6 separate regions of the Mus musculus genome follow, and all the other regions are linked to region 1. The links are chromatin contacts, called in public HiCAR-type, HiChIP or PLAC-seq and promoter capture Hi-C maps. All regions are on one chromosome and are shown on one strand. Each heading gives the region's core, a stretch centred on a gene start, on an enhancer-like site or on the middle of the called end of the contact. The rest is flanking DNA. Distances are from core to core; before and after follow the strand shown.

What was found. Promoter capture Hi-C pulls out the DNA fragments that hold promoters and counts their contacts. HiCAR-type assays count read pairs that join an accessible place to other places. HiChIP or PLAC-seq counts read pairs in DNA pulled down with a chosen protein or histone mark. Capture Hi-C pulls out chosen DNA fragments and counts their contacts.
Region 2: a contact with region 1 is called in a HiCAR-type map of astrocytes, with 4 times the contacts expected there. The contact joins the promoter of Btbd7 here to the promoter of Ccdc88c in region 1. A contact is called at or near these places in 1 of 39 promoter capture datasets (cranial neural crest) and 1 of 115 datasets of contacts at active chromatin or transcription factors (astrocytes).
Region 3: an HNF4G HiChIP or PLAC-seq map of pancreatic cancer cells shows a contact between it and region 1. The contact joins the promoter of Itpk1 here to the promoter of Ccdc88c in region 1. A contact is called at or near these places in 2 of 39 promoter capture datasets (cranial neural crest and embryonic stem cells) and 1 of 115 datasets of contacts at active chromatin or transcription factors (pancreatic cancer cells).
Region 4: a contact with region 1 is called in a promoter capture Hi-C map of pre-B cells, with 2.2 times the contacts expected there. The contact joins the enhancer-like site here to the promoter of Ccdc88c in region 1. A contact is called at or near these places in 5 of 39 promoter capture datasets (the 3T3-L1 cell line, the C10 cell line, cranial neural crest and 2 more) and 1 of 484 Hi-C or Micro-C datasets (regulatory T cells).
Region 5: a promoter capture Hi-C map of adipose tissue shows a contact between it and region 1, with 3 times the contacts expected there. The contact joins the promoter of Golga5 here to the promoter of Ccdc88c in region 1. A contact is called at or near these places in 9 of 39 promoter capture datasets (the C10 cell line, cranial neural crest, embryonic stem cells and 6 more), 1 of 484 Hi-C or Micro-C datasets (B cells), 3 of 115 datasets of contacts at active chromatin or transcription factors (astrocytes, large pre-B cells and stem cell-derived neural progenitor cells) and 2 of 9 other capture datasets (adipose tissue and liver).
Region 6: a promoter capture Hi-C map of liver shows a contact between it and region 1, with 2.3 times the contacts expected there. The contact joins the promoter of Rin3 here to the promoter of Ccdc88c in region 1. A contact is called at or near these places in 3 of 39 promoter capture datasets (cranial neural crest, hippocampal neurons and liver), 2 of 115 datasets of contacts at active chromatin or transcription factors (large pre-B cells and pancreatic cancer cells) and 1 of 9 other capture datasets (liver).

What each region holds. Positions count from the first base shown.
Region 1 is chr12:101,026,133-101,030,895 of GRCm38.p6, reverse strand. It overlaps Ccdc88c (coiled-coil domain containing 88C), which reads left to right and starts at 2,005. Exons shown (of 30, transcript NM_026681.5): 1 at 2,005-2,124; 2 at 2,560-2,660. The coding sequence starts at 2,065.
Region 2 is chr12:102,875,885-102,880,647 of GRCm38.p6, reverse strand. Btbd7 (BTB (POZ) domain containing 7) reads left to right here and starts at 2,206. Exons shown (of 11, transcript NM_001377026.1): 1 at 2,206-2,432.
Region 3 is chr12:102,703,020-102,707,782 of GRCm38.p6, reverse strand. Itpk1 (inositol 1,3,4-triphosphate 5/6 kinase) reads left to right here and starts at 2,914. Exons shown (of 10, transcript NM_172584.3): 1 at 2,914-3,061. The coding sequence starts at 2,967.
Region 4 is chr12:102,669,901-102,674,663 of GRCm38.p6, reverse strand. All of the region lies in intron 2 of Itpk1 (inositol 1,3,4-triphosphate 5/6 kinase), which reads left to right. Among named protein-coding and RNA genes, the nearest start is that of Mir1936, 13 kb to the left of the region's middle. Within about 2 kb of position 2,658, at least 55 of the 459 cell types and tissues checked have an H3K27ac peak or open chromatin away from gene starts, as enhancers often do. A contact at or near this core is called in pre-B cells and regulatory T cells, where this site is marked.
Region 5 is chr12:102,467,273-102,472,035 of GRCm38.p6, reverse strand. Golga5 (golgi autoantigen, golgin subfamily a, 5) reads right to left here and starts at 2,902. Exons shown (of 13, transcript NM_001199004.1): 1 at 2,673-2,902; 2 at 1-38. The coding sequence starts at 8. Gm30198 (a long non-coding RNA gene) reads right to left here. Exons shown (of 3, transcript XR_381856.1): 3 at 4,160-4,763.
Region 6 is chr12:102,280,571-102,285,333 of GRCm38.p6, reverse strand. It overlaps Rin3 (Ras and Rab interactor 3), which reads right to left and starts at 2,260. Exons shown (of 10, transcript NM_177620.4): 1 at 2,008-2,260. The coding sequence starts at 2,048.

The DNA of each region.
Region 1 (4,763 bases), core at 756-3,255:
TTGTGTGTAAAGCTGGGCAGTGGTGGCACACGCCTTTAATCCCAGCACTCGGGAGGCAGAGGCAGGCGGATTTCTGAGTTCGAGGCCAGCCTGGTCTACAAAGTGAGTTCCAGGACAGCCAGGGCTACACAGAGAAACACTGTCTCGAAAAACCAAAAGAAAAAAATTGTGTGTAAAACTAGAAGGTGGAGAGACTTTTATAAAACATTAATCATACGTAATGTTTCATTGACATTGCCATGAAAAGTTCCCAGAGTTGCTATGTAGGGACTGCCAATATCAGGGGAGAAATTATTCACACACTAGAATAAAATGTCTCACAATAGTCACAGTGCAGTTGTTTGATGCAGTTGTTCACTTGAAATAATATGCTTATTAAATAGCTAGAAGGATTTTTTAAAAGATTTATTTATTTATTATGTATACAGTATTCTTCTGTCTACCAGAAGAGGGCACCAGATCTCATTACAGATGGTTGTGAGCCACCATGTGGTTGCTGGGATTTGATCTCAGGACCTCTGGAAGAGCAGACAGTGCTCTTAACCTCTGAGCCATCTCTCCAGCCCAGGATTTTTTTTTTTTTAATTAGATTGGTACAGAAATCAAACCCACAAAGACAGTCCTTACTCTTCCAAACAGGGTAGCCTATGCTACCTATCCACCACATGCAGTCATCAACTTCATTATGTAGCCCAGGCTAGCCTGGAACTCAAGGCCCTCCTGGTTCAGCCCCACCAAATTCTGTGATTACAGGAACCAGAACTGACTGCCATGGCCTGAGACAGGATGTCATTGAGCCCAGGCTAGCTCTGAAGTTGTTATGTAGACAAGGATAACTTGAAGATCCTTTTGCCTCCATCTCCCCAGTACTGGGGTTACAAAGCTGTACCATCATTCCCACCCCACTTTTTTGGGTAAGATTTGTTTTACTTTTTATGAGTTTTAGTGTTCTGCCTTTATGAATGTATACCATATGTATGTCTGGTGCCCTCAGAGGCCTTGAAATTCAACTTAATGATAGTTGCGAACCATCCTGTCAGTGCCGGAAAACAAGCCCAGGCCCTCTGGAATAGAAGCAAATGCTCTTCATTGCAGAAGCCCCCCCACCTCCACCCTTTATTTGTTATTCTGACTTCCACATTTCTTGGAACCTTGCCAGTATACTGGGGGCTACAGTCTATTTATTAACAGGCTTTCCAACCAGGCAGAACTGTAATACCACATGTCATCAGCAGATGTCACATCCCTAATACGTGAAAAAGCTACGCTGCAAAATGACTAGCCAAAGGGTAGTCATTGAGTACCTGGTGTGTTCTCCCTAGGAGTGTGCCAGGGGCTTCGGGTTAACATTCCCGCATCGCAGTGAGGATTAAACTCGTCAAGACAAGAGTACATGCAACAATGGCCCAGCTCGGGGAGCGAAGTTATTACCAGGAAGTGGTGAGAACGTGGGGCTGCAGGCCTCCAAGCACACAGCCCCCGCCAGCAGGGGGCACGGCGTCCATCGCGCTGGGAGCCCAGGCTCAAAGCTGCCGCTGCGCACTGCGGCCGGGACGGGCTCTCCCGCACGGCGTGCTATGGTGGAGGGAGGGTAGAGCCATAGCAGGGGCGCACACGCGTGGGGCGGCCACACCGCCAGCATCCATCCTGAAGGAACTTCAGGAAGGGAGAAGCCGGGGAGTCGGCAAAGCAGATGCACTGATGCGCAACCCTGCAGTCTGAGGCTTACACCAAGCCTCTTCCTCTCGGGCCCAGGTCTGCGCGCGCAGGCTGCACCTGCCCGCGCACTCGGGCCGCCACGTGCTGAGGCCCCGCCCCACTCCCGTCCCCGCTCCCCCAACGCGCACCCGGCCCGGTGCGGCTCCTCTCCGCTAGGCTGCGCAGGGCACCGGGCGACCGAGGAGGGACCGCGTCGCCCCTCCCTCCCCCTCCTCGCCCCCACCTCTCGCTCTCCCCGGGCGGGCGGGGCCGCAGCCGCGCACCGTGGGCTCGCGCCCCGCCTTTGTCTCCCGCGCCCGCCGCCGGCTGCCGGAGCCGCTTTGTGCGGCGCGGCCGCGGCTCAGCATGGACGTGACGGTGTCGCAGCTCGTTGAGCTGTTTCTGCAGAGCCCTCTGGTGACCTGGGTGAGCGCTCGGAGCGGCACCGGGGACCGGGAGGCTCCGTGTCGGGTGGGCGTCCCCACGGCTTCCCACTCGGGAACGCGCACCTGTTCCCGGCGGCCGTGGGGGCGGGGAAGGGGGGTGACCCCTCCTGAAGCTCAGAGACCCGCGGTAGGGGCGCAGAGTGGGACCGTGGACCGGCGGGCTGAGCGTGCTGCCTTCCTGTGCGTCTGAGACGTGAGGATTTTGTTGAAAAGTCCTTTTTATTTATTTCTCTATTTTCCTCGCGTTCTGGGACGCTGGAGAAAAGTTAGCCAGAAGTCCTGTCCGGAGGCGGGAAAGGACCGCGGTTCGGGAAGGGTAGGCTTGCTGCCTGCGAAGAGTACCACGGTGGTTGGTGACCTCCCTGGCCTGCCTTGTCCCCCAGCGTCAGACCAACATGCTTTTGCCTCCCCGCAGGTGAAAACTTTTGGATCGTTTGGAAGCGGCCACCAGGACAACTTGACTCTGTACATGGATTTAGTGGACGGCATCTTTTTGAATCAAATCATGCTGCAAATGTAAGTTGCCTCTTCAGAGAGGATACTTTAAGAAACCTAAGATTGTAGCGTGAATGCCGGATGGCCAGGGAGGGATTCCGTTCAGGTGGGCCGTTGGACCCCCCCATCCCCCAGCACCTCATTCGAGCTAAGGAAATTTGCGGTTGACTCATTTGTAAACTCGGGCACTTGATGGTAGTCTGAGTGCTGACACCAAAAGTCCCTTTTCTTTTTGGAGGGACACAGAACTGTAAAGAGGGTCTGGTTGGTTACAGGAAATGTCCGCTGGGTCTGGAGCATCGCGGTGTGAACGCAGTTTCACTGTGGCTTGGGAACTGGGCTTCTGAATCTCCTTCTCTTCCCAATTGTTGGGGCAGATGCAGTCATTAATCGTCCTTGTGTGAATTGGGTTTAGAAGGCACACAGGCAGGCAGGCAGGCTGGCTGTTTAGAACGTTTGCTTGGGCTTAAACAGGGTCTCGTAGATACTACTTGCCGGCCGCACCTCTGACCACATCCGTTGTGGAGTTCTGCAGAGCCTGTCTGTCTGACATCTTAGCACCACTTAGGTGTTGGCTCCTACCCCTCCATTCTGTGTTTAACTTAGAAGCTTCGGGGATCCTATTGGAAGTGAGTGACAGTATGAGTCACAGGCACTTGGAACAAAATAAAACTGGATCAGCCTTTACATGTACCCACTCAGCTGGGACTGATGGAGGTGTCACACTCAGTAATCCATTAGCTAATGAAATACAGCTTGGATTTGTAGCTGGGGGTGGGGGCGGGTAGGGGGTGGTTTCCCAATGAGATGACTCCATTTGTTTTCATAGGACATTTGATTCACAGTGGTAGAAACCCCGTCTTTTTTTTTTTAAATCCAATTCCACTGGTCTTCAGAGTTTGACCAGGTTCTAAAGAGACATTTGCTGTTGGCTTTGGCTGCGCTTCTCTAAGGACTGATGAGAATTGAGTTTTTCTGCGGCTGCCTCTGAGCAGGCTTGGGCTCTGGCCACGCTCCTGCCACCCCCGTTCCGTCAGGCCCCAAGAATGGCTGGGTTCCATTGGTAGAAGGACCATTACAGCCTATCCCCGTTAAGCTTGCGGCTGTGTAATTAAAAAACACAGCAGTGTCCTCCAGTCTTCCACTTAGCTACACACAGGCACAGGGGAGAACAAAAGCCGGGGGGACGATTCGCTTTCTTCCCTGACCTTTGGAATTCCTGAAGCCTTTACACTTGCCTGTAAATCAGGGAAGAAAACTGCCGGCTCATCACTTATTTGCATTTGCCGCGCCCCCCCCCCCCCCCGAATTCTGGCAGAGGGCTGTCTGTTCCCCTCCCTGACAGTTTTCAGACTCATTTTTCCCTCTGTGATATGTAACTGTGATCCTTCTGGAAGAAGAACCTGGCAGGTGTGCAGCAATCCTGGGGCAGCCACAGAGACAAGAAGTGGCCTTCCCATACCAGGAAACAGAGGCGGGAGTGGGCACAGGACCTGCCAGTCATAATTTTCTGCTTCTAGGGAATCCTAACTTGGCGCCAGGTAACAGGCATCAAAATGTGTTTGCCTCCGGAAGTGGGTGGGGCTTGACTGCCACGCAGGCTTTGAAATGACTCCCTGGCATGGATTCTCCCCCACTCCGGGGCTGGGATTTAAGATACACACATTTTCCTCCTTGTAAAAGTAACCTCGATAAGATACAAATCGGGGCTCCTGTAGTTTTCTGGTATTTACCTGTAGTATCCAGGGTCCTAGGTTCCATACCTGCCACCTCAAAAGGTGGGTAACTAAAAGACCCTTGGATGATTGTGGTGGCGCACAGCTCTATTCCTGACCTTTGAAAGGTGGAGGAAGGTCAGGAGATTAAGGCCAGTCTTAGCTACATAGCAAGTTCAAGGCCAGCCTGGGTGATATGAGACCTTATCTCAAAACACACACACACACAAAACAAAACCCAAAGAGAACCCTGACTGAATGTTGAGCATACTAAGTGGTCAGAGTAGGCTTGAACCTGAGGTCGTCTTCACACAAGCAGTGCGACACTGGGACTCTTGTAGGTGCCCCAGTTTCCTCCTCTTCAAAGTGGGAAGTAACGTTCTGCCCTAAAGAAATGGTCCTGGAGATT
Region 2 (4,763 bases), core at 957-3,456, 1.8 Mb before region 1:
TTAGAAGTTGACAGAAACAATTTATGCCCTTTAACTGAATACCAAATCACTAAAACAAGAAAGCTCAAATTTTCTTTTACAGAGACTAGGAAGATAGGGGTATAGTGCTTGCCATGCAATTGAATGAGACCTCCAGAACCCGTGGAAAGCTGCACACAGTCTCTTCATCTATAATCTCGGTGCTACTTCGGAGAGATGGGAGACAGAGAGCTCACAGGCCAGCTGGACAGAAATAAAAAGTGACTTACCTCAAAGGGAAAGGGTAAGACTGACTCCTGAGTTTGTCCTCTGTCCTGCACAACCACACACACACACACACACACACACACACCCCCCACATATTCAATTAAACAAAAAAGAAAGAAGAGAGAGAGAGAGAGAGAGAAAGGAAGGAAGGAAGGAAGGAAAGAAGAAAGGGAAGGAAAAGAAAAGAAAAAAAGAAAAGAAAAGAAAAAAGAAAAGAAAAGAAAAGAAAAGAAAAGAAAAAGAAGGGGCTGGAACCCTTTTTACCACAAAACAGGAAAAAAAAAAAAAAACCTACAGAAGCCAAACCCATGACAAAATTTCATTGCTTCTATCCTTTGAAACTTATCTAAACCTGTATACAACATACCACCAACCAGGAAAAAAGAAGAAGAAGAAAAAAAACAGACTTGCAAAACACAGTTTTTATTCATAGAGAGCCAAGGGCATGGAACCTCAAAAGCAAATTTCAAATCCATCTCCCAGAGAAGTGGAAAAGGGTACATTTATTGGACCAAGTTCCACAAGCTCTAACTTGACTATCATGACCCATATATCAGCAATGTTGCACACAGTCAACTGAACGAAGTCGGTCATCAAGCAAAGTGGATTGATGGGCCTGATGATACACACCCTTGTAATCCCAGTGCTTTAGGTGGAACTAGGAACAGTTCAAGGTCAATTTCAGCAAGCCAAAGTTTAGCCTAGGCTACATATGGGTCTCAATACAAATACTTTTCCCCTCCCATACCCCAATCCATTGAGAAAGTAAATAAGTGTTAAGGGCTGGTTAAATCTTTAATTGATTAGGTTAAATCGAGTTAATTTATTGAGGAACTAAGGACAGGAGCTTTTTATTCAGAAGTCCTTTTTAAAATGACCATAAAGAGGCCCAAAACATGGAACAGTGATTTAAAGCACCTGTTGCTTTTGCAGAGGGCCTGGGCTCGATTCCCAGCACCCACATGGTGACTATACCACCATCTGTGACTCTAGTTCAGGGGATCTGTGGGCACCCATGTGGCGCACATACATTCAGGCAAAACATTCATACACATAAAAAATTAATCTAACACTATCAAAAAAAGAAATGTAACAGGAAAGACTAGGGAAAGACGGAAAACGCAAATTCCTGAAGGACACTGCCTGGATTCTTGGCTTGGCTTGCCCGCTTCCCTAGCTGTAAAACAGTGATAATAACGCGGGTCCCAGCTACCTCAAAGGGCAGTTTTGGCATCCAGACAGAAACCATGTATTTAACTGTGTTTTGAAAACTGTAGGGCACTCCATAAATGTAAGCCGTTTTTGTTACTGCCTCGCTGTAATTATGGCAAAATCACAAACAAGGGCTGTTTATGGAAGAGATCTGGCTCTCCCATGGGGGGCACTGTGAATTCCATCAGCCTAGTTCTTTGTTACTGAAACTTTTCAGTATCTTTTTTTTCTCAAATACTAGGTAACTAGCAAAGTACTACATATAAAAGTACCAAGAAGACAAAATAGTTTTAGAAATTCTTAACAAAAAAGAAGCCACAGAAACGCAAAGTCGGCCAGGAAGGAATTTTCCTCCGGATCGCAGTTCTTTTTGAGGCAAGCATTTTATGCCAACACCCGGTGGGTGGCGGCTGCCCAGAGGAAACGAAACAGTGGAACTGGCCTTCCCCTGCATAGCGATGATTATTCCATTTAGATACAAAGAATAACAAGCTACAATTCCCGGAGCTGTGCAGGATGCTGCAACAAGTACCCCGCGCCCCTTCGCACCTCCCTCGGGCAGGCAGAGCCAGAAGAATGCGCGCGCACTCGCCTCTTGGCCTGAGCCCCTGGGAACGCGCCTCCCTAGCCTGCCCCTCCTCCCCAAGCCGGCGCGCCGACGTCGGGTCACGTGACGTGGGCGAGCCGACAGCGGGGGCGGGCGGGGCCGTCCGGCTCCGCAGAGCGGCGCAGGCGCGCCAGGGCCGCGCGAGGCGAGCCCCTCCTGCTCCCTGTCGGAGTCAAAATGGCGACGGGGGGAACCTGGAGTGGTCCCGGAGCCTAAGCCACTGACAGGAGAGGGGAGGGCGGCGGCGGCGGCTGGAGGAGAATGGCCGCGGGGGCTGGCGCCAGTGCGGACGACGGCGCTGGGGGCGGCGGCGGCGGAGGCGACGGCAGCGGTCCCAGCAGCAGTCGCGGCGGGAGGAGCCTCCGAGGTGAGTGTCCCTCGGTGTCCGAGGCTTGAGGAGCCGTCTCGCCGGCCCCGCGCGGCCCGGGACGTCCGGCTGCCGGCAGGGGCGGTGGTTGGGCGTGGTGGCGCCTCGGCCGAGGCCCGGACGCCGCGGGGTTGCCGAGGCGCTGGCCAGCTCGGCCGTCTAGGGCCCAGCGCGCCGGCGGCGGCGCGGGACGGGGGCCTCCCGGTCCCCGCGCCCTGAGGGGCGGGCCGGACAGCGCGCCGCCGAGCGGGCCGTGACCGAGGCGCGGCGCTCAGGGCCGGAGGGCGCGCGGCTCCCCCACCCCCGCCCGGGTGGCCGCCGGGACGAGCCCCTAGCGCCGGGCTGCGAGGGGCGGGACCCGCCGCACCCTGCGCTCGGGAACCCACACCCGGCGCGGACTCCTGTTTACGGGCTGCGGGGTGGGCGTGAGGCCGCTGGGGAGGGCCGGAGCTTGGGGGGGAGGGGGGAGCAGGCCTGGGGAGGACCACTCCCCGCGGGCGAAGTGAAAGCGTCCCGGAGTGAGTGCTCTGGGAGGACCGAGACTGGCGTTGAGCTTTGACAGGTAGGTGGGGGAGACAATACGGAGCGGAGCTTCGGCTGGAGCCGCGGAGGCTAAGCTAGCTTAGCTCCCGGGAGGACTTGGCGAAAGGCGTGCCTACCTTCCCTCCTGCTCTGCTGTTTCTCCCTTCCACGCACTCACACTCTCGCTCTCGCTCACACTCCAGGGTGAGAACTTTCTCGCCGTCTTCGGAGAAACTCCGAGGAGTGTTGTATCCGCTTTGAACCACCACAGCGCCTCTCCCATACCAGCACACATAATAAGTACTCTGGAGTAGGCCGAATTTGCAGAGCAGTCTCGGTTCTCTGGCCCAGGGCACTGGCCCCTCGGCTCAAGCTTCTTACAGTGACGGAGCAAGGAAGAAGCGTTTTTTGCAGATAAATTAGCTTTTCCAGCAGACGTTATCTTTTGTCTCTGCGTAGCGTCTATGGCTCACCCATTACTCACATTGTCTTCTTTGTAAGTCTGGAAGAAAGACTTGAAGTTATATGAACCGTACATTCTTCATAGCAGCTGTGATTCGACTGGTCTTGGAATTTTGGAGTCAGGAACACCTTTAGAGATTGGGCGTGTTCTAAAGTGGGGGAATTGGACGCGGAAAGGTGCGATTCTGTGGGTCATGTAGCTGGGGAGGGGTGAGACCTAAACTAGGATCTCGGCTTCTGCAGGTGAGGAAGAGCTCTTTTCACTCCACTCCAGCACTACTGTTTGTGGGTAGCTTTCACCACCGCTGCTCAGCTCAATCCCTAGGCCGTTGCACAGTAAAGTTGAACACAGAAACGAGTATCTCTCTGTGACCCTCGCAGCTACCTCAAAATAGCTGCTAAAGAGGCCAGCCCACCCAACACCATATTTAATAAAATTTAGTAACATTTCACTTGAAGTTTTCTTAGGTCCATAACTATATTTTCATCAAATTATAGCCTGGCTCATTCTTGCGTGGGTTCGTTCTTTCTGTAGTTCTGTAAAACCTAACTCCTATTAGTGTTCTCTGTCCCAACATGATTAAGATTAGCGTCTCAAGTTCTTTGTATCTGGCTCTAACCTTAAGATTTAAAACATTGCTTTTCCAGGTTATGCTGCCTAGTCCCCTTCTCTCCTTTATTTGGGCTTCAGAATTTTGTATATAATGTGTCACAGGTCAACTTTCAGAAATATGATAGAATCAAGTGATTATGTTTTCATATTTTACTCACAGTACTCAGGTTATGTACACTTATTGAAGGTCTGCTCTGTGTTTTCATTATTCCAGACCTAAGGGGTAGGAGTCAAGAAATGTAATATATAGTAGACTTTGCCTCAAGGTTCTTATTGGAAAAAGATGCACTCACATGAGTCTAGAAGCCAATGTAGTGAGTTCTACTAATATAGAGAATGCTGTGGGAGTTCAGGGTAGAGGGAGTTATAACCGGGCCTTGGGAGTTTAAATAACTTCCTGGGACACTTGGAATGTCAACTGGCCAATGAGTGTTTATATTTACAGAGAGATTGGAGCAGTTACTTTGTGACCTGGGTGAGGGGGTGGGGTTGAAAAAAAAGCAAGTGTATAAATTGGAGTTTAGTGCTAGGGAAAGGGGATAGAGGGAGACAAAGGGAGCAAGAGTTTCTCCTCTCAGGAGAATATTTTACATGAGGGACATTAGGTAGCCAGAAGGCTGACTCTGTAGAAGGATTTGAATGCTAAATTGAAATTTGGATTTGTCTTTTATGCAAGTTATAACAAACCTTTGAAGGTGCTTATTATAAGCTGTCATCCACAGGTTGAGTTAAAA
Region 3 (4,763 bases), core at 1,665-4,164, 1.7 Mb before region 1:
GCCCCTTGCTGACATCAGACCCAAGTTCTTGCTGTTCCTCAGCCTCACCTCAGTCAGGTATCTGTGTGACATGCCCACTCCCCTTGCTGAACTTTTGTTCAAATATCACCTCCTTATGGTGTCTACCTCAGGTACCTGTTCAAATCTTTATCTCTGTGCTTCTAGCCCAACATCCTCTTTCCCACATGGAGGGTGGAGGAGGCTGAGAAGAGATAGACTAGGGGTCTTTTTTTTTTTTAAGCACATTTTTAGACAGCACAACCATCAGTCTTCTGTATCCTGAAGTGCTTTTGCACAAACACAACCTTCTCTTCAGTTAGAACAGAGGATCCAAGGCACTAAAGGCTAGGTAGGGACTTGCTAAGTTACCCAGCAGTCAGTGGGTCCTTGATCACTTCCGTTCCAAAGTGATCAGAATACAACAAGCCCTGAGGCTGGGTCTTGAAGGATTTTCGGTGAGCCCCGGAACTTCTCGGACCTTGAACTCACTTGCCCTGAAGGCGAGGTCCTGACTAGCGTGTTCCGTCCTCTGGGAAACTCCAGGTGGAGCATTTCCTGCCCAATTTACAGATGAAAGCAACAGAATAACTTGTCTCAGTCACCAGCCAGCCCCCTAGTCTTCCCCCCACATCCCTTTGGTTATCCCGCTCTTCTCCTTGGCTCATAGTCTACCCTTCCTGCCCTTTCACCCTCTGAACTCTCTCAGCTTTCATCTAGACAGGTGCCCCTAACCCCAAACTCCTACTTGTCTTTCAATGTCATAGTCTCAAGTCACTCAGAGGCAGGACTCACATGGCTCTCATCACATGCTCCAGGACTCAATGGTTTGTATGTCTCTGCCTTACTCATCTTGGGACTACAAGGCCGGCACTACCCCGCCACACCCTGGGTTCCCTGCTTGTGTGGAAGGAAGGAAGGAACTCCAGCAGGGATCCTGAACCACCCAGACACACAACTCCAGAGAAACCCACAGCCTGTGCCAGGGTGTGGGAATTTCTACTGTTGACTTCAGCAGTGAGGCACTGGCCATCGTCTGCTCCCTAACCCCTTTCTTTTCACCTTCTTGGACTTCCGGTCCCCATTTCTTCTCTCAGTTCTAGGTTGGCCATGATGTTCCACAGAAGCGATCTTCCTCAGGCACAGAGCTGAATGGGTGCAGTTACACTTTGTCTTCTGGCTTCCATGGTCCAGGATACAAAGTCCCTGCTTTCCAGAGCCATGTGGGTTCTCTAATCCTCTTCCATCCTTTTCTCCAATTAAAGAAAAATTAAACTCACTAGATCTTATTTAAAGAAGCACCCAGGCTCCACAGTAGGGGAGCAACTGAGCTCCACTCTGGCAACAAGGAAAGATGGGAAGTCACTGCCAAGGAGCAGAGTGGAACATCTGTGGGTGGAGAATTTCTGAGCAAAACCACCAGGGCTCCTGGGATTCTGGCTCAATTTACTTGACAGGATTATTATTATTATTTACATTTATTTATTTGTGTGTGTATATGCCACAGCATGAGTGTCAGTCAAAGGAAAACATGGACTTAGTTCTCTCCATCTACGCTGTGGAGAATAGAACTCTCGTTGTCAGGTTTGGCCACAAGTACCCTTACCAGCTGAGCCATCTCAGCAGCCCCACTTGACAGCATTCTTACTGCAGACAGGCCGCAGTGATCTGATACCAGGGATGGCGAACTTTTCTGACTCAGGAGGTTTCTTGCTAAAACTGAACCAAGGGGGACCAAGGACACTGCCCAAGGTCAGGATCTAAGCCGGAAAAAGGGACTTGGTGTAACTCCTCAAGTCTGGTCAAGGCCCGTTTCTGTCACTTTACTAACAGCTTTCATTTCTTCAAGCCTTTTCTCATCTCAGATCTTCAAAAATTGTCTTTATTTCCAAAGCCAGATAAAATGTCTTTCTTTACACACGGGAACCCATTTTTTTTTCCCTGTCTGTGTCTGGGGAGAGCCTCCAATTTCTCCTCCCAATGCCTAAAGCATAGGCTGGAGATGGCTGGAATGCTAAGTACTGTCCCATAGGCCGGGGTAGAGCAGGTGGCTCAGAGGATCCAAAGCACTAAGTCAGACGCCGAGCTACGTCCCTTCACCTAGCAAAGAAAAGGCTCTCCTGAAGATGCTATGTGCACTCTGGCTGCTTCTCTCCCTCCGCTGAAAGGGACCCCAGAGTGTGAACCTGGGGCAGTTGTGGAGATAGTACAGGACAATTGCAACGAATTGCCTCTGGGGGCAATCCCCGCTGTGCTGCCAAGGAGCAACGAAGCCCAGTGGTTTGGCCGCCCTCCAAGATAGACACAAGGCGCCCACACCACGACTCCCTCACCCCACTCTGCCCTGGCCACCATCCAGCACCCCGCCACTAGCGGCGGCGCCTTTAAGACTCATTGGCGCCCCCTGGCGGTAACCGGCGCTTCCTCCTCCGGGAGCTCTGCCCCAGGCCCCGCGTGTGCGTGGCGTGTGCGCGGGCGCTGGGGCAGGAAGGGCGGGGGACACGGCGGCGCGCTCCCCGAGGGGGTCCCCGCGCGTCCGAGAGGCACGCGCGGGCGAACCCTCGCCGCGGGAGGGCGTGCTCCAGCTCGGGCTCGAGGCTCGGGTGCGGTCTCGGGCGGCGGCCCGGGATCCCTAGAGTCCTCGAGCGGCGCACGGTGCTGCGGGGCGCACGTCCCTGCGCGGGCGAGCCCCGCGGGGCGGAGGGGGCGGGGCGGCGGCGGGGCGCGCCCACCCGCGGGGCCCAGCCAGTGGCGCGGCGCGCTGAGCCTCCGCCCCCCAGCCGCCGCCCCGCCCCGGCCCGCCCCGCCCGCCGCCCCGCCCGGTAGGACCGCGCGCTGAAGCCCGCTCCGCGTCCCCGCCGCCGCCGCCGGAGGAGGTGCCCGCACGCTCGCGGCGCGCGCCGGCCCCACACGCTCGGCCTGTGGGCAATTTCCTCCGGACCCAGGCTCCCGGGCCGAGGAGGAAGAAGATGCAGACCTTCCTGAAAGGGAAGAGAGTTGGCTACTGGCTGAGCGAGAAGAAAGTCAAGAAGCTCAATTTCCAGGCCTTCGCGGAGCTGTGCAGGTGAGGAGGGACGCGGCTTGGGGACCCCCGCGGCCCGAGCCTGGTTACCCTCGGCGGGCGCGGGGCAGACGACGGCGACCCGGGAAGGAGCGGCGCGCGCTGAGGGCTGGTTCGGAGCAGCAAGGTGGCCGCGGGGGGCCGCGGGCTGTGTCCGAGGGGAGCGTGGCCGCTGTGGGCGTTGGGTTCGGACCGCGGCTCTCAGGTGCACTGGGGTCGTGCCGGGAGATCCCTGGCCGTCCAGGGTGGTGGGACCCGGGAAATCGGGGAGTCCACGCCAGCAGTCAGGGGTTAGAGGGTACTTTTGGACTGGTGTGTTTTTCTTCCTCCCTCTTCTTCCCCTTAGTAGAGCAGGATACCGGCGTTTGTGTGGAGCCTACTACGTGCCTCGCGTGTGCACGGCTCCTGAAGCTGTCATTGCATATCAGCCGGCTTAAGCCCAGTTGAAATGAGTAGCGATACTTGGCTTGTCTGTGGTGATTTGCTGTCTCATTAGAGCCTCGCAGCAGCCTCGCAAATTAGCCAGGATGGTGATTCTGGGCCACGTGTCTTAGAAGAGGGACACCTACCAGCAGAGAGGTGGGGTACCTGCCTTGTAGTCCCAGGGCCAAGGAGTGGCAGAGCATAGAAAGTGATGGGTGGACCCACGTAGGGTAGAATTGTCTTCTGCCATTCCGGCTGAGCACCTCGTTCTCCCTGCGCTGGTGCTTCAGTGGCAGAGACCGAGGGCTTTGATGGAGCTTGCTCTTAATACATTACAGAAGTGCTGGGTTCCTAGAGTCAGGTGTGCCTTGCCTCTCCGCAGAGCTATTGGTTACAGCTTCTCAATGAAAGCCTAAGAGAATCCAGCCCCCACACCCCATCCCCGAAGCCTTTTGCAAACTCCGGGTGGAAACCTTTTGTTAGGTAGTCTTTTCACTTAGTAGATTTGACTTTTGAAAATGGACTTCACTTGTAGTTCCATCCCTGGTGGGTGCCCCGAATTTTGGAGAATTGAACAGTTGGGCTTCCATTATCCCTTGGTGCACAGGGGTTAGTTAGCAGTCTGAGCTGGCACATAGAGGCCGCCCTGGCAGCACTGCCTTGCCCCTCATGGCTGTCCAAGAGCCTGCTGCTTCTCTGCCCCAGGCAAGCCTTACAGGCCCTCCTTGACCACAACTGGATGGGATAATGCCTATTTATAAGGGGGCCCTGGTTCTGCGCCCCTTATAGTTCCCTTGTGGGTTTGGCTGAGTCTCCCAGACAGGCCTCTTAGGAGAAAGCAGGCTTTTCACGGTCGGCAGGGCGTTCAGTGCAGCCCAGAATTCACAAGAAAATCAAGAGGAACTCGAGCCAGAGCTTTGGAAAAGCCCAGGGCTTATGGAACTTTTTTTTTTTTAAAGGACAGTTGGACGTTTGTACCATAAATAAACACACTGAAAAGGTTGCCCTAGACAGCAGAAAAATTTGGAGAAGCCCCTCTGTCGTGTTCTGGAAGTCCAGTTCTGACTTGAGGGGACCACAGCTCCCCCTGCTGTCAAATAATTCTTGGGAAACCCCAGTTCATCCCTTGCATCCTTGTTATTGATAGCAATCTGGGTTTGTGTCACCCTTTATCTATACCCGAGGCTTGTCCTTGGCCTGGTGTGCTTTATTCTGTAATTAGCAGGCTGTAGCAGAAGACTCCTAGCAGAGACTTAAGGGTTGAGGACCGACTCCCAGACCT
Region 4 (4,763 bases), core at 1,409-3,908, 1.6 Mb before region 1:
CTGCAGAGGGCTGCCTGGGATTGGGACCAGGTCAAGGCTGAAGGCAGACATCTGGAGGAAGTTTCCAGAAAGCCTGCTAGGGCATACACCCTTCAGAGGTCTTCGTTGTTCAACTTCAGGAGGGCTCTACTTCGCAGCTGTAGGAAAGGGTTTCCCGATGCAGGCGTGCACATACCTGGCCAGCCCGAGAGCTTCCCGGTTCCCTGACTGGGGGTGGACAGGAGCCTTGGAGCCATTGTGTAGAGTGTGCCAGACAAAAGGGTTCTGAAATCTCTCAAGATGTGTCTGTTGTTCATTTGGATGACGGCTTGAGGGAGGAAGTGGTGTCTGGGCACGGAGTGAAGCCAAACTGAGCGCTTTCTACTCGGGCATCTAAAAATAAAGGCAACGGCAATGCCTGTCCCCACACCTCCTCCTGGCATCCAGGAGAGTCGAGAGAGCTTCAGATTGGAGGACACTGGGGGAGACTCTGCAGAAACTGGAAAGCAAATCACTTGGCTGGATTTTCAAAGTCGGTTCGGCTTTCGTTCACTCCATCCCAGGATGTGGGCTCCTGGAAGCTGGAAATAGGCAGGGTGCCGGTCACTGGGTGACACGTGAATGAGTTAGAGAGTTAGGGGTGTATGAGCCACCCCAGCATCCACCAGATCCTGATTATATGGGAAGAGGTATCTTTCTTGTAGAGATGTGGAAACTGAGGCTCAAGATGTTGTGGCCTTTCGGAGAGGTCAGCTGGTGGGTGGTGGGATTAGGGCTGAGTTTGGGTTGGCTTGTTTACAGCAGTGTGGTCTCCTTTCTGTGTTAACAGATGATCCACTTATAAGATACTCTCCCCCTAGCATTGCGGGCCTTTCGCTGTTGTCTAAGTGGATGTAGGACCTGGGTTCAGGACCTAAGCATGAATAACCCGGGGCAGATCTTGCCCGTTTTTTCCAGGTCACGGAAGTCATTTCTCTTCCTGTTACCTGTTAGCAACAGTGGCGGCATCAGTGATGGGCGTTTATGGGGACTGTGGTGTACCAGGAAGTGGCTGTTTATATTCTAAAGCTGAGCTGGTGTGAGCACATGATGCCCAGCCGTGAGAGCTTGCAGATCCCTTCGTCTGCCCCAGCCATTCCCGCCAGGGAAGTGTGTGGAGATGAAGAACAAGGTGGCCTGGGCCGTGCCAGGAGCCTGCCAGTCTGCACAGTGAGATCGTCAGCAGGCCTGTCCCAGGCTTTTGAGGACTGAGTCAGGTCAGGTAACGTGACTGGCACTGAGCCTGGCACACAGAGGCTGATGATCTGCAGAGCTGTACCTCGGTGTGGGACCAAAGGACACAGCCCTCATCATCAAGGAAGGCAGCTGGTCATGATAACCCTGGGAGACAATGACTGGAGGTGGTCCCATGGTGCTGGTCACAAAACCGAAGGAGGACCGGCTCGAGTTATCAGCTGGCTAGCACATGGGTGGTGAATTTGACATTCATCCCCCTGCCTCCTTGATTTTTTTAACACTTGTTTCTATGAGAACTGAAAGCTGAAACAGTTAAAACTGTCTTATTCTGTCAGTAGGTAGGACTCATCTGCAGATGCAGGAAATGACTTTTTAAAAAAGTCCCATGCGCCTATTCAAAGTTGCCTCTCTAATAAAGTTTCCCTCTTATGCATGTTACTTGTGCAGTTTTGAGTATATGTTGATCGTGTTGATCAATTATGTATTCATAACCAATAATGATATACTTCAGAAGAAACTTCTGACGTGTGTAAGAGCTTTATGACCACATTAAAAAGTCTTTGAGGGAGGAACAGTTCTGTACATACATTTCCTTAGCTCAGTGGTGTTGTAGAATCGTTAGTAAGAGACTTTCCAGTGTAAAATACCCTGACAGTTTAAACATCTCCAAGGGGAGAGAGGGGAAGAAAAAGGAGCAGTGTTTGATTTCCAGCTGTCTAAGAGGGGCTGATTATATAATCAGAAAATGGATGACAGCGGATCGCAGATCGCCAGGGTATTTAGACCACATTGGAACCATTTAAAAGAGGAATAATAACAGTTTTACTTTCTAATGTTAATAATTTACTTCGTGTTGGATATGACATCCCCCGCAAGTGTTTAAACATTTCAGATGTCAGCTTAAAAACCGGCCATTGGAGACCGTTTTAAACATTAATCTTGGGGTTTGGTTTGAAGGCTGTTTACATCTCAGAACCAGGTACTTCCTTAAAGGGGGACAGCGGCAGGCCATCACGAGGCTCTGCAGGTCTTCCCGCAGGGGACCCGTGAGGTCCCCTTGGCTTCCCTGGCCTCTCATGACATGATTTACTCTAAGCTGTATCACTTCCTGCTCAGTTTAACTCAGGAGGAAGGGGCTGCCAGCGAGCCTGGTGTGGAGAGGCAGGATCCCGGCTTTGAGCCTAGCACTGAGGCAGTGGGCAGAACCCAAGGGCTGAGGTAAGGTACAAGGTGTAGATTGAACAGGCATCACTCTCTATATGGCAGCCTGGACACCTGTGTGGCCAGTCTCCAGTAGGTGACCAGGGGCCCAAAGGATCCAAGACACGGGTGTCTTCATCCCATCTGGTCAGACAGGAAACTTCCCCAGGTGAGGTAAGCTGTATGCACCCAGTAGGACCTGCCTGAGAGTCATGGTCTAAGCCCAAAGACCTGCCAAGTCCACAAGCCTCAAACATAGCCAGGCAGTTGCTACACTGAGCAAGGGCTAACACAGAGCCGTGGCCACCTCCTTGGAGAAACAAGTCCTTCTTGGAAACAGCTCGGGCAGAGAGTTATTGGATTTGAGGCTGGGTCTTGGGCTTCCCCGAGGACTCGTCGAAAGCCCCACGTTACTCTGGTCTGGTCTGTGGATGAATTAGCAAGCTTTCCTATGCAGGGTTTCATTACCCCTTCCTCCCATATCCCCGAACTCAGTGGTGCAAGGTCTGAAAAGACTGGGCTGCTCCTCAGCCTGCCTGCAGCTGGCATGCTGGCAAAGCCCCCCCCCCCCCCCCCCCGGACATCCTGGCTTCCACCACCACCACCACCCCTCCCCAGGGGAGAAGGCAAGGACTGTTAGCCTGGGCTTTTATTGTAAATGAGTAAGCCACAAGTGTGAAAAGTACAGTAGCCAATTACAGATACCTCTGTCCAAATTCTTGGCAAATTCAGACATCATGAAGTCTAGTCTTGGGACAGCCACTGTTTTTCAGGCTGGCAAGTACTTCCCCAGATTCAAGAGGGAGTGAGCTCTCTGTGCTGGTCTTTCCTGAACTGTACTGAGATGCTGTACTGTAAGTTTTTTTTTTTAAATGTGTATGAGTGCGGCTGGGTGTGGTGGCGCGTGCCTTTAATCCCAGCACTTGGGAGGCAGAGGAAGTGTATGGGTGTTTTGCCTGTATGTATGTCTGTGCACCACATGCATGCAGTACCTGTGGAGGCCAGAAAAGTGTGTTGGATATCTTGGCGCTGTAGTAGGTGCCAGGAATCCACCTGGGGTCTTCAAGAAGAGCAACCAGCCTGTGCCAAGAGCTGACAGACCTAAAACCTCCAAGGAAAGGCAAAACTGAGAAGCAGAAGTTAGCAGGCCGTATACCTCCAAGAGCAGGCCGTGTGCTCAGGGGGTGGTGCTGTTACCATGGTGATGGCTGCTTGGAGCTGATGGGCAAGCCCTGGAGGTGGTGCAGGCTTTCTTTGGAGGGTTAGGGTCTTTGAGGGAATGAGAGGCGGAGGAGGAGGTGGTGTCGGCGGCTGTGGCCTCAGCGGCAGCATTGGAAGGCCCTGTAAAGATGGTGATACCTCTTGGTGAAGAATGAACGGGGCCCTAAGTGTTATGGGAAAGTATCGGCTTAGCATTATGGGGATAGAAGAGTATCCTGCATCTATACCTGGAGGCTGGGAAAGGTCTCTGTTGATGATTAGTGCTCTAGGTAGGTTGGACTATGGGTCCTGAAGTTAAGCTGGAGAGAATGGGAGAGCCCTACTGCTGAGGGTCTGGGTGAACTTTGGTGGGGGCAGAGTCTGGGCACGGAAGGGTATCTGATGGGAAAGCGGTGTGCTGTGATTGGCAGGGAAGAAGACCCCCCCTGGAGGGCACAGAGAAGCTGTCAGGAAAAAGCTGGCTTGGAAGGCAAAAAGCCAGACTTTTAGCAGGAAGTTGGAGTTATAGCTAGGGCTAGGGGAGATACAGCTATAGTTCCCACGGCAATAAAGTGAGATAGGTCAGGTGGCAGTTATGGTACCTGGGTGGTTTTGGGAGGATCAGTTCCTTGTTTCTTTCTGGGTTCCAGGGTTCCATGGACTGGAGGAAGAACTGCCAGGGAGAAGAAGATGCTGATGACAGAGAGGTGTACTGGATTCAGTGGACAAGGACTTGTCCTCAGTCACTGGCTAATTTAGAGCTGGGGCAGTTGCTTAGTTGCACAGTACACTTCTTCATAGATATCACAGCACCGAGTTATTCAATTTTGCAAACATTACTTGTAGAACGTTTTCTGCCTAGTTCCAGGTGTGGGAACTAGCATAGTATTGTTGCCTAGTTCTTGTAGTTAATAGGTTTATTAAAGGTATAGAGTGACCAGCCCAGTCAGGTCCCCCTGCTGCTCCATTCTCTCCAGTGTCCCCAGCAGCTGGCCCCAGATAAAGGGGGCATCATTCTTTCAGCTCTTAGCTCTTCCTGGTTCTCTGGTGCTAATAAGCACCATGGACTTTTCCGTAGGATTCCATTCCTTAGAGTGGGAAGAGCCTGTGGAAAACATTACCCCATTTAAGCAGTGGCTTTTTGGGGA
Region 5 (4,763 bases), core at 1,653-4,152, 1.4 Mb before region 1:
CAAGACATGATGGTAGCAAAGCAATCCTACTGATGAACCTGTTTAAAAAAAAAAAAAAAGACACGATTTGATCACTGTCTTCTGGAAAGGTTTCTGGGTTAAAATCCTAACCTGGGGGCTGGTGAGATGGCTCAGTGGGTAAGAGCACCCGACTACTCTTTTTTTACTATTTTTTACAATTACTACTATTTTCCTTATTATTTCAACAAACATAGCAAAAACATGTTACAGACTGTGCTGTGTTCCCCAAAATTCACATACTGAACTCCAAACCCAAAGACTTCAGAACGTCACGTAATAGAAACAGGGTCTTTGGGCTACAGAAATGGCTCAGTGGTTAAGAGCACTGACTGCTGCTCTTCCAGAGGTTCTGAGTTCAAATCCCAGCAACCACATGGTGGCTCACAACCACCTGTAATGGGAATTCGATGCCCTCTTCTGGTATGTCTGAAGACAACAACAGTGTACTCATATACATAAAATAAATCTAAAAAAGAAAAAAGAAACACAGACTTTAAAGATGTAATTTAAACTGATGTCTATTATTAGAAGAGATATATACACAAATAGTCATAAAGAGAGACCATGTAAAAGCAGGAGAGAAGACAGCTAGCTCTAAGGCAAAAGGAAATCCTCAGAAGTCAGCCTTCAGACAGCTGAGCAGGTAAAAGCCCTAGCCCTGAAGCTTGACAGTCTGAATTCAAACCACAGAACCTACTGATGAATGAGGCAGAAGCCCCAAGAAAATTGTCCTCTGGTCACAAATATGCCCACATTTACAAGTGCACACACAACTAGTAAGTAAAATAATAATAATATAAACAAGTCAACCTAGCCAATACCTTTATTGTGGCCTTAGAACTGTGAGAAAAGTCAATTTCTACTGTTAATCCCTCTGGCCTATGATACTTTTTCATGGGTGTCATAACAAACTCATACAGGATTCAAACAGAAAAAAAAAAATGCTTGGCAAAATTCCAGCACAACCAAATAAAAAGCCTCTGAAATTTGTTTCAAAGGGCTGAACTTGGAAAAAAAAAAAAGAAAACAGAAAAACAAAACAAAACAAACCAAGAAACCCCACTTGATTATCACAAAGTTACTACTGTTAAAGTGAAGCACTCCTGCTAGGTGGTGGTGGCACAGGCCTTTATTCCCAGCACTTGGGAGGCAGAGGCAGGTGGATCTTTGAATTTGATGCTATCCCGGTCTACAGAGTGAGTTTCAGGACAGCCAGGGGATACAGAGGGAAATCCTATCTTGAAAAAACAGTAACAAACAAAACTAACAGTGAAGCACTCCTGTGATTTATGTATGCAGCATATATAGGTCTAAAGTAAATTTTCAGTAATTTAAATATTTAGTACCTACCATGTGCATGTCCAGCTGAGTTCAATTTTTTTTTTAAAAAAATGACTGTATAAATTATCTATTTAACCAACACATGGAAAAAACTTCCAGGTGCCAAAGTCAAGGCCACGAAGTAAAATTAACCTTTAAGCTGTAGAATGAAGTAAACTACAAAGTCAACAGTGTTGGTTGAATGTGGTCAGTGTCCCTTTGGCTTGGAACTATTAGATCTTGGGCTTTCTTCACTAAATTGGCATCAGAGTTGTCTTTCCTTCCCTTCTATGCTAGGTCTTTTTATTCTGTGTGCATGCCCTTCTTTTGCCTTACACTGCTTCAGGTTGTTGCAACTGTTGTTTTAAAACATGTCTCTCCCTGCTGGGGAAGGGGGAGTGGGTGGATACACACAATGCCTGGTTTGCTCAATGATAAATTCCAATTCTAGCCCACACACAGGCACTCCTAGAAACACTACTGAAGTAATTCATCCTTATATGTCAAGTGTTGTGCAAACACTATCACTAAAAATAATATAATATAAAAATAAAATAATAAAAATAATATAGTAACATAATGCTCAGCTACATTATATGGCAAACTGTAAAGTCCTTTAGAAACAAATAAAGATGGATATGGCTTAGAAAGATCCTGGAACTTCGATGGCACCTCAGACACTGGAATCTAGGTCAACCTAGAGGTAAACCCACCTTTTAACCTCTCCGCTCTAACCTCGTCGGAAGTTAACTGTTTCAACACACTCTTTAGGAAACCCATTTAAGTGTGTATTTCAATTTATGAGAAACCAAATGAAAAAGGAATGTAACATGCCTTCTGACTTATAAAACGTTACACAAGCTCGATGTAAAAATTAGTGATGAGCGAGAGAAAAGTAGCTCTCCTAATAAAAAAAAGCCTGAAGACAATTAATGTCTTGCCTCCCATCTGAAAGTTAACGGGGCTTTAAAACATATCTTTCACGTGGATCGTAGACACTAAACCTGAGCTCTTATCTCAGTGACAGACTCCAAGAGGGGACTTCCCGTGGTGCAAAGCCACCGGGAAGGTCAGATGTCACACAGAGGCGGGGGTCAGGGGTCAGGCCCGGCGGTGTGACCACGGGTCCCCGAGAGGCGAGAACACATCGTACTGGGTCCCCAGAGCAGAGTCGGGGTGGAGGGCGGGTCAGCCTCGGTATCCGGAGGCTACGGGGCTCTGGCATCCCCTTCCTTGTCCCTGAGCGAAGACGAGCACGACAGCGCTCGGGAAAGGCGGAGACCGGGTCCCGCAGGCCAAGCCGTCCCGCCCGCGGCCTGGTCGCGCCTCACCTGAGGACGCCGAGCGGCAGCACCGCGGCCTCGTCGCCCGCCCGGGCCGCCACAGCAGCCCGCTGCTCCCGGACCTGCCGGCTAGCTCTTCCGGGAGACGTGGAAGGGCGGCGAGGACCTCAAAACAGAGTGGCCAACGAGCTGCCTGAGTGGCCGGAAGCTGAGCGCCGCCGGCCGCCTAGCAGGTCACTCAGGCGGCGGCGCCGGCGGCCGCGGGGCCCTAGCGCCAGGCCACGCCCCCTTCCGTCTGCCGCCGAACCGGGTGCCGCGCCAGCGTGCGTGTGACGTAACGCCGCCGGCACGCGGCCTCCACAACATTGCGGAGCACGCCCACAACGGGGGGCAGGGTCCCGAGCACCACAGGGGCGGGCCCAAGCCAAACTGGGCGGGGCATGAGCCGGCCCAGGCCTCTGAGCTCCTCCTCCCTTTCAAAAGTTTTACACGTGAGGATTTCGAGGCAGAGACTGGAACTGTCTAATCCCTGGGCCTGTGGGATGGTTCAGTAAATAGAGTACATAGATAAATAGCCAGGACTAACGGCCTGAGTTCTGAGTTCTGAGTTCATTCACAAAGCACACACACACACACACACACACACACACACACACACAAATTAAAAATACAAGGGCTGTGGAACAACATTATGAACTAACAGTACCCCGGAGCTCTTGACTCTAGCTGCATATGTATCAAAAGATGGCCTAGTCGGCCATCACTGGAAAGAGAGGCCCATTGGACTTGCAAACTTTATATGCCCAGTACAAGGGAACGCCAGGGCCAAAAAGTGGGAGTGGGTGGGAGGGTATGGGGGACTTTTTGGGATAGCATTGGAAATGTAAATGAGAAAAATACCTAATTTTAAAAAAACTGGGAAAGGGGATAACATTTGAAATGTAAACAAAAAAAATATCCAATTAAAAAAAAAATACAAGGGCTGGAGAGGTGGCTCAGTGGTTAAGAGCACTGGCTGCTTGCTCTTCCAGAGGTCCTGAGGTCAATGGCTCACAACCAACTGTAATGGGATGGGATCTGGTGCCCTCTCCTGGTGTGCCTGAGGGCAGCTACAGTGTACTCATATAAATGAAATAAATCTTTAAAAGAAAAAAAGAATACAATTTAAAGGGATGGGGTGAAGAACTCGGGAAGGGGGGACCAGTAAGGGGGGCAACATTTGGAATGTAAATACATAAAATAGTATAAGAAAAAAAATAAAAGAATACAATTTTTTAAAAAGAACCTGCTTTCAAGTGACAGAGATGGATTTTGCCTAAACTAATGAATCAACAATAGTTCAGAGCCTTTTGTAAACCAAGAGAAACAGGGAGAAGTATCCCGAGGTAGGAAAATAAGTCAGTTTGTGAGGGTTCCTTGTAGAAAAGATAACTTGAACTGAGACTATTATTCAATAGTGCTATAGTTATATTTTGCATACAGCTCACAGACTTTTTGAAATGGGTTTTTAAAAAGAAAATCTGTGTTCAATAATTCACTGAAGGCTACATCTACTGGGTAAACAGGACCAGGCTAATTTCGCCAACTGAAAAGCCTATGGTAAATTCTCAAGTAAGTGCGTTTGGGCATTGAGGAAACTAAGACTCAGAGATGTTAAATAATCTGGTTCCAATATTATCTGTCCTTAAAAGGGAGGTGTCCATCTCACTCCAAAGTCTGTGCCCCTAGACTCAAATTTTTATTGTCTCTGCATTGAATATGGGGAATAACTACAAGCCATTTTCTTCCTATTAAGTCAGGTTTAATCCAACTCAGTAGTGAGACTAACTCCCAGCAGAAGCCGAAAATCACTGTTGCTGTGATCTTAGAGCCCTTCTTAAGTGGAGAACAGTTTCAGGATCCTTGAGCGGCTCCATTCTCACAATGCCGTAAGGAGTGTCTTGCTCTTATTGTGTGGTAACTGGCATTGCAGTTCTCAACTAATTCTAACTAAGCTGTTCTTCCTGTTAAGGGCTATTTATCATCAGTGGTTGCTAGGTGACTGTCCTACATCCCAAGATGGAGATATCCTTTCCAGCTCCACTGATGACAGTTTGATCATATGATCTACCATTCACTGCTGGAATGTAGACAGGCCTA
Region 6 (4,763 bases), core at 1,011-3,510, 1.3 Mb before region 1:
TTCAGAACTCAAGGGGCACTCTCCTGGCTGCTTGGGGTAGCAGTCCCCAGCTATCTGAATGTCTCTCACCCCAGAAAGAAGGGGGCTCTGGGCCAGTAGGGTGCAAGGATAGACTCAAAAAGCTTTCAGGACCAGTCCTGGTGGCAGCTGGGCCTAGGGGTGACTTGGGGTAAGAGGTCCCTGAGTATTTAGGTGTGAGGCTCAGGTGCAGGGTGTTTTAAAGACCTTAAAAAGGACCAGCCCCTGAGCAGGGACCAAGGCCATTAGAATTCATCCAATTCAATCCCAGTGAGGGAGGGGTTATAGGACTCTGGAGTTTCAGATGAGGCAGACAGATCACCCAGTTGGCAAAAGGAAGGGGCCCACCCAACAGATGTCAGTGATGCTAATCATAATAGCAGCTGAGGATGTCCCCTCCAAACAGCCTGTGAAGAGCAGTGACTACTGACTATCCTTGTTAGTAAACTGAGGCACAATGAAATCAATCACTGGTACAGAGGTAAACAAAGAAAGGCAGGAGGAAATGGGTCAGGCCAGGCCATCCTTGGGGAAAATGGGGAAGTAGATGAGATCAGAACCTGATTCCTCACCCTCCTTTTCTAGCCGGCTTTACCTTCCCACCCAGGGTATAGCAGTTACTTGCTCCCAGGAGACCCCTTCCGCATCGGAATTCCCAGTTTCCCAGCAGATGACATTTGTCTCCACAGAGATCACTTCCAAGGGAAACATCAACACAGAATTTCCGGGCTGTGGTTGTAGCTGGGATTGGGGGTAGGAGGAAGGAGGCAGCCAAGCCCCCCCCCACCCCCCCACCCCCCGCCCCAGGACAATCCCAGTCCCTCCTATCCGAATGGGGGCCAGTTACACCCTACTGTTCCCAAACCCTGGAGAGTACAAGATGTGTACAGATAGCGTTCCTGTTCTAAAGAGTGGAAGCTCAAAGAGATGAGGTCACAGAATTAAAACAGGCAGCCACGGGAATTCATCCGGGATCAGGCCCGGGACTTTTAAACGGAAATACAAAAAGTATGGTACCCCAGATTCGTCCATCATCCATGGCACCTCAGAAAGTGCTAGAAGACTTTCGCAGAAATCGCTTTCTACTCGGTGCAGCTTCAAACCCCACCCTTCCCGATCTTCTCTTAGGACTGGGCTGGGCGGGATGACAGGACATTCCCAACCTTGTGTAGCTCTGGGCAGTGTTCCAGGTCTTGAGGTGGGGGGTAGGGAAGAGCACAAAAGTAGGAATCCCTTCCGAATGGTTGTTCCCAAGCCATTTAATTTCACACACTTCAGACTGCATCTGCGTCTGGGTATCCCGCCAATCATTTGCACCCGAGCACTCTAGACCCTCCTCACACACCAGGCTCTTCAAAGGCCAGTCCAAAGGTCCCCAGCCGATCCAGTGGGGTGGCAGATGGGATCTGGTGGCGCCTCAATCCTCCAGGCAGAGAGTTAGCTGCTGGATGGGCCTGCCTAAAGTTGTAGGTGCTTCTTATCTACCACCCTACTCCCCACCCCCGCCCCCACCCCCACTCTCGGTCCCAGAACCTGAGGGCGCAAGCTGGGGTTTAGGCAGAGCAGCGGTGCTTCGTGGTGCATGGGGCTGGCTGGGCCAGGGCAGCGAGTGCTTGCATCCAAAGTTCAGCCTAGGCTAGAGCCATGGCTACACGGACATCTCGGGCTCGAACACACCAAACCCTCCCAGCCGCACATTGTGCACTGCTTCCCCCCCCCCCCCCCCCCCCCCCCGCTAACAAAGTCTGGATTTGAAAGTTTGGCCAAGTTCGGCAGTCACCAAGGCCGCCCCCTTTCCTTGCAGAACCTAGTTTCACCCTTAGTCCCTGCTGGGGGATCCGCACGCTCGTGGGGGGTGTTCATTTCAGCATGACATCCACGACGTCCCGTAGCCCTATCCGGAGCACCCAGGGCTCTCGGGGATCAAGCTGAGCAAAAGAGGCAGGACGCGGGCCACCTGGGGAGCGGCGGGCACGGGTTGCCACTTACCCGGCAGGGTGGGCGCTCGAGGGCGCTTCGGCGCGTCGCATCGTGGGGCAGGCGATTGGGGACGCAGCGACCTCCGCGTGGCGCTGGCGCTGTCCCTCGCCGAGGGCCGGGCTGGGCGCCGCCGCCAGCCGCGCGCCCAGTGGGGAAGCGCGGGGCCGCTGCCTTCCACTTCCTGGATCGCAGCGCGCGGGGCTCGCAGGAAGAGGCCGGCCTTGGTGGTCAAGGGTTTTTTGTCAGAAGCCATTCGGCCGTGGCTGCTCGTAGCAGGGAGCCCCCTGGGGCGCGCGGAAGCCGGGCCGCGCCCCTAGGGCCGGGCCTGGCGGCGGGCGGTGCCGGGGTCGAGGACAGCACGGACTGTGGCCGCCCGGAGCCTGCGAGCGAAACTCACAGGAAAGTCTCCAAGTTGGCACCGGATAGCAAGGCACTCAGGGCTGGCAGGTGACGAGGCCCACGGCCCAAATGGGACCTCCTTCATCCCGGGGGAGCCACGACCCATACCCACTCCCGCCCCCAAGGCGGGGCACCTCCTCCACGTCCCTGACAGGTGGCCATCCTGTCTCTCCTTGATACCTTCTCTGTTGATAAGATCACTGTTTAACAAAGCAGATATCGTCCATGAAGCCTGACATCTAAGGCACCTGTGCTGAGTACAGCACCCAGTGAGAGACTAAAGGAGAAAACTTGCTAGCTTACACAACAACCGCGAGTCGTAATGCCTCCTTTTTTAAGCGCCCAGACACTCAAAAATGTCTCCTGAGCTAGCTAAGCCTGTGAGACCAGGTAATAGCGGACCTCAAGATATCACCTTGTTTAATTCATTCCCAGCCTGGGCATTATTTAGACTGCTGGGGACAGATTAAATGTTTTGTGCTTGGGACTGTCTTGTGCATTGTGCATTGTAGGAGTAACCCAACTTCCATCCACATCCTTGGCCTCTACCCACGATTACACAGGAGTGCTAGAGTGTCCACACACCCTCACAACCACTTCTCTTTTGGCATTTCCTCCAAATCAGCCTGTGGAAGTGAGAGGAAAGGCTTAGTTAACAGTCTCCTGCTGGGAGTGGTAAATGGGCCAGCTGATTTGGGAAGCAGCCTTGGCAGTTCCTCAGAAGGGGAAACTACGTACCCAAAGGGGCTTATTTCAGCTTTCAATTCCAGGTTACAGTTCATTATGGGGAAGTCAAGGCAGGGGGAGGGGGGGGATGTCAAAAAGCTGGTCACATGACATCCAGAGCAAAGAGAAATGAATGTAACCATGTTTACCTGGCTTGTGATCAGCTCACTTTCTCCACTCTTACATAGTTCAGGGCACCCTGTATAGGGAATGGTGCTGCCCACAGTGGGTTGAGTCTTCCCGCACCAATAACTTAAGTAAGACAGTCCCTCACCAGCATACTCATAGGCCTAACTAAATGCAGACAATCCCTTACTGAGAATTTCTTCTCAGTGATTCTAGGTTGTGTCAAGTTGACAAATTAAAGCTATCTATCATAGTGTGTCCATGCAAAACCTTATATATGACTGTTCATATCAGCCTTTATTTGTGTTATCCAGAGCTGGAGCTAGAGTTCAGAGGTAGAATGGTTGCCTGGCATGTGTCTGAGAGGCCCTATGTTGAAGGAAGAAAGAAAGAAAGAAAAGAAATACAAACAATTTACAGTAGCCAGTATGTGGGAGCAACCAAGCATTCATCAATCGATGAATATGTAAATAAGATCAGGGATCATCAGTCAGGGACTGTTATTGAGCCACAGAAAGAATGGGGCCCCAACAATGGTGCTTCTGCACAGATGAGTCTTGAAAGCATGCTAAGTGACAGAAGCCAGTCGTTAAACACATTCCTTTTGCATGAAGTGTTCAGAGTAGGCAATTTCACGGAGACAAACAGTAAACTAGTGTTCGCTAGAGGTGGGGTGGGGTGGGGTGGGGTCGGGGAGTGGGGAGCAACTGGCAATGGCTATGGAGTTTCTTTGGGGGTGATGAAAATGTTTTTAAATTGACTGTGGTATTCATTGCACAACTTTGTGGCTGTGTCTGAAAACCATCAAATTATACACTTTAAGCTGTTGAATTGCATCCCAATCAAACTAGCTTTTCTTTTTGGAAGGCACAAAAAAGTGTGGTCTCCAGGGAGCAACCTTAGCCACTCTGACCTACACAACTTCCCCACCGAGCACTCAGATTGCTGCCAGCCATCCCCTCAGGGCACTACCAGGCCCTATAGGCATTTCTTCTCCGAGGTTAGCTCTTCCCTGAGCCACAGTCACCTCTCTATCATCTCTGTCAACAATCCTGTAGTTTTCTGCTTGAAAGCTGGGCACAGAAGGCAGTCACGTGTTCAAATCCAGTCCCAGGACTCTTTAGGCAACAGCCAGTACAGCTTTCTCAGAGATTCCATTGCTCATCTGTAATAGATGAGCACAGATGAGAGAAGGAAGAGAGCATCCCTTCAGGGAGAAATCTTTGGCTGTGGTTCCTCCAATAAGCCCACAAGCTCCTCCTAGGTGTCCTTGGATCTAGGTCAGTGGACCATCCTACTACTTGCCAGTTCTTCAGGCTGATATGAGTAACCCTACACTTTCAGACCCCATAGGCTCCTCTCCAGGGCGCAGCTCTGACACTAGACAACCCCCTAATACCCTGAGTTCCACAGAACAGTCGCAGGCCTTTCTCCTATTCCAACAGAGGCCTCCTGAAGGCTGACCATTCACTTGCTTTGTAAAGGCACAATTCCTTAGGTGTGCACCATGGAGA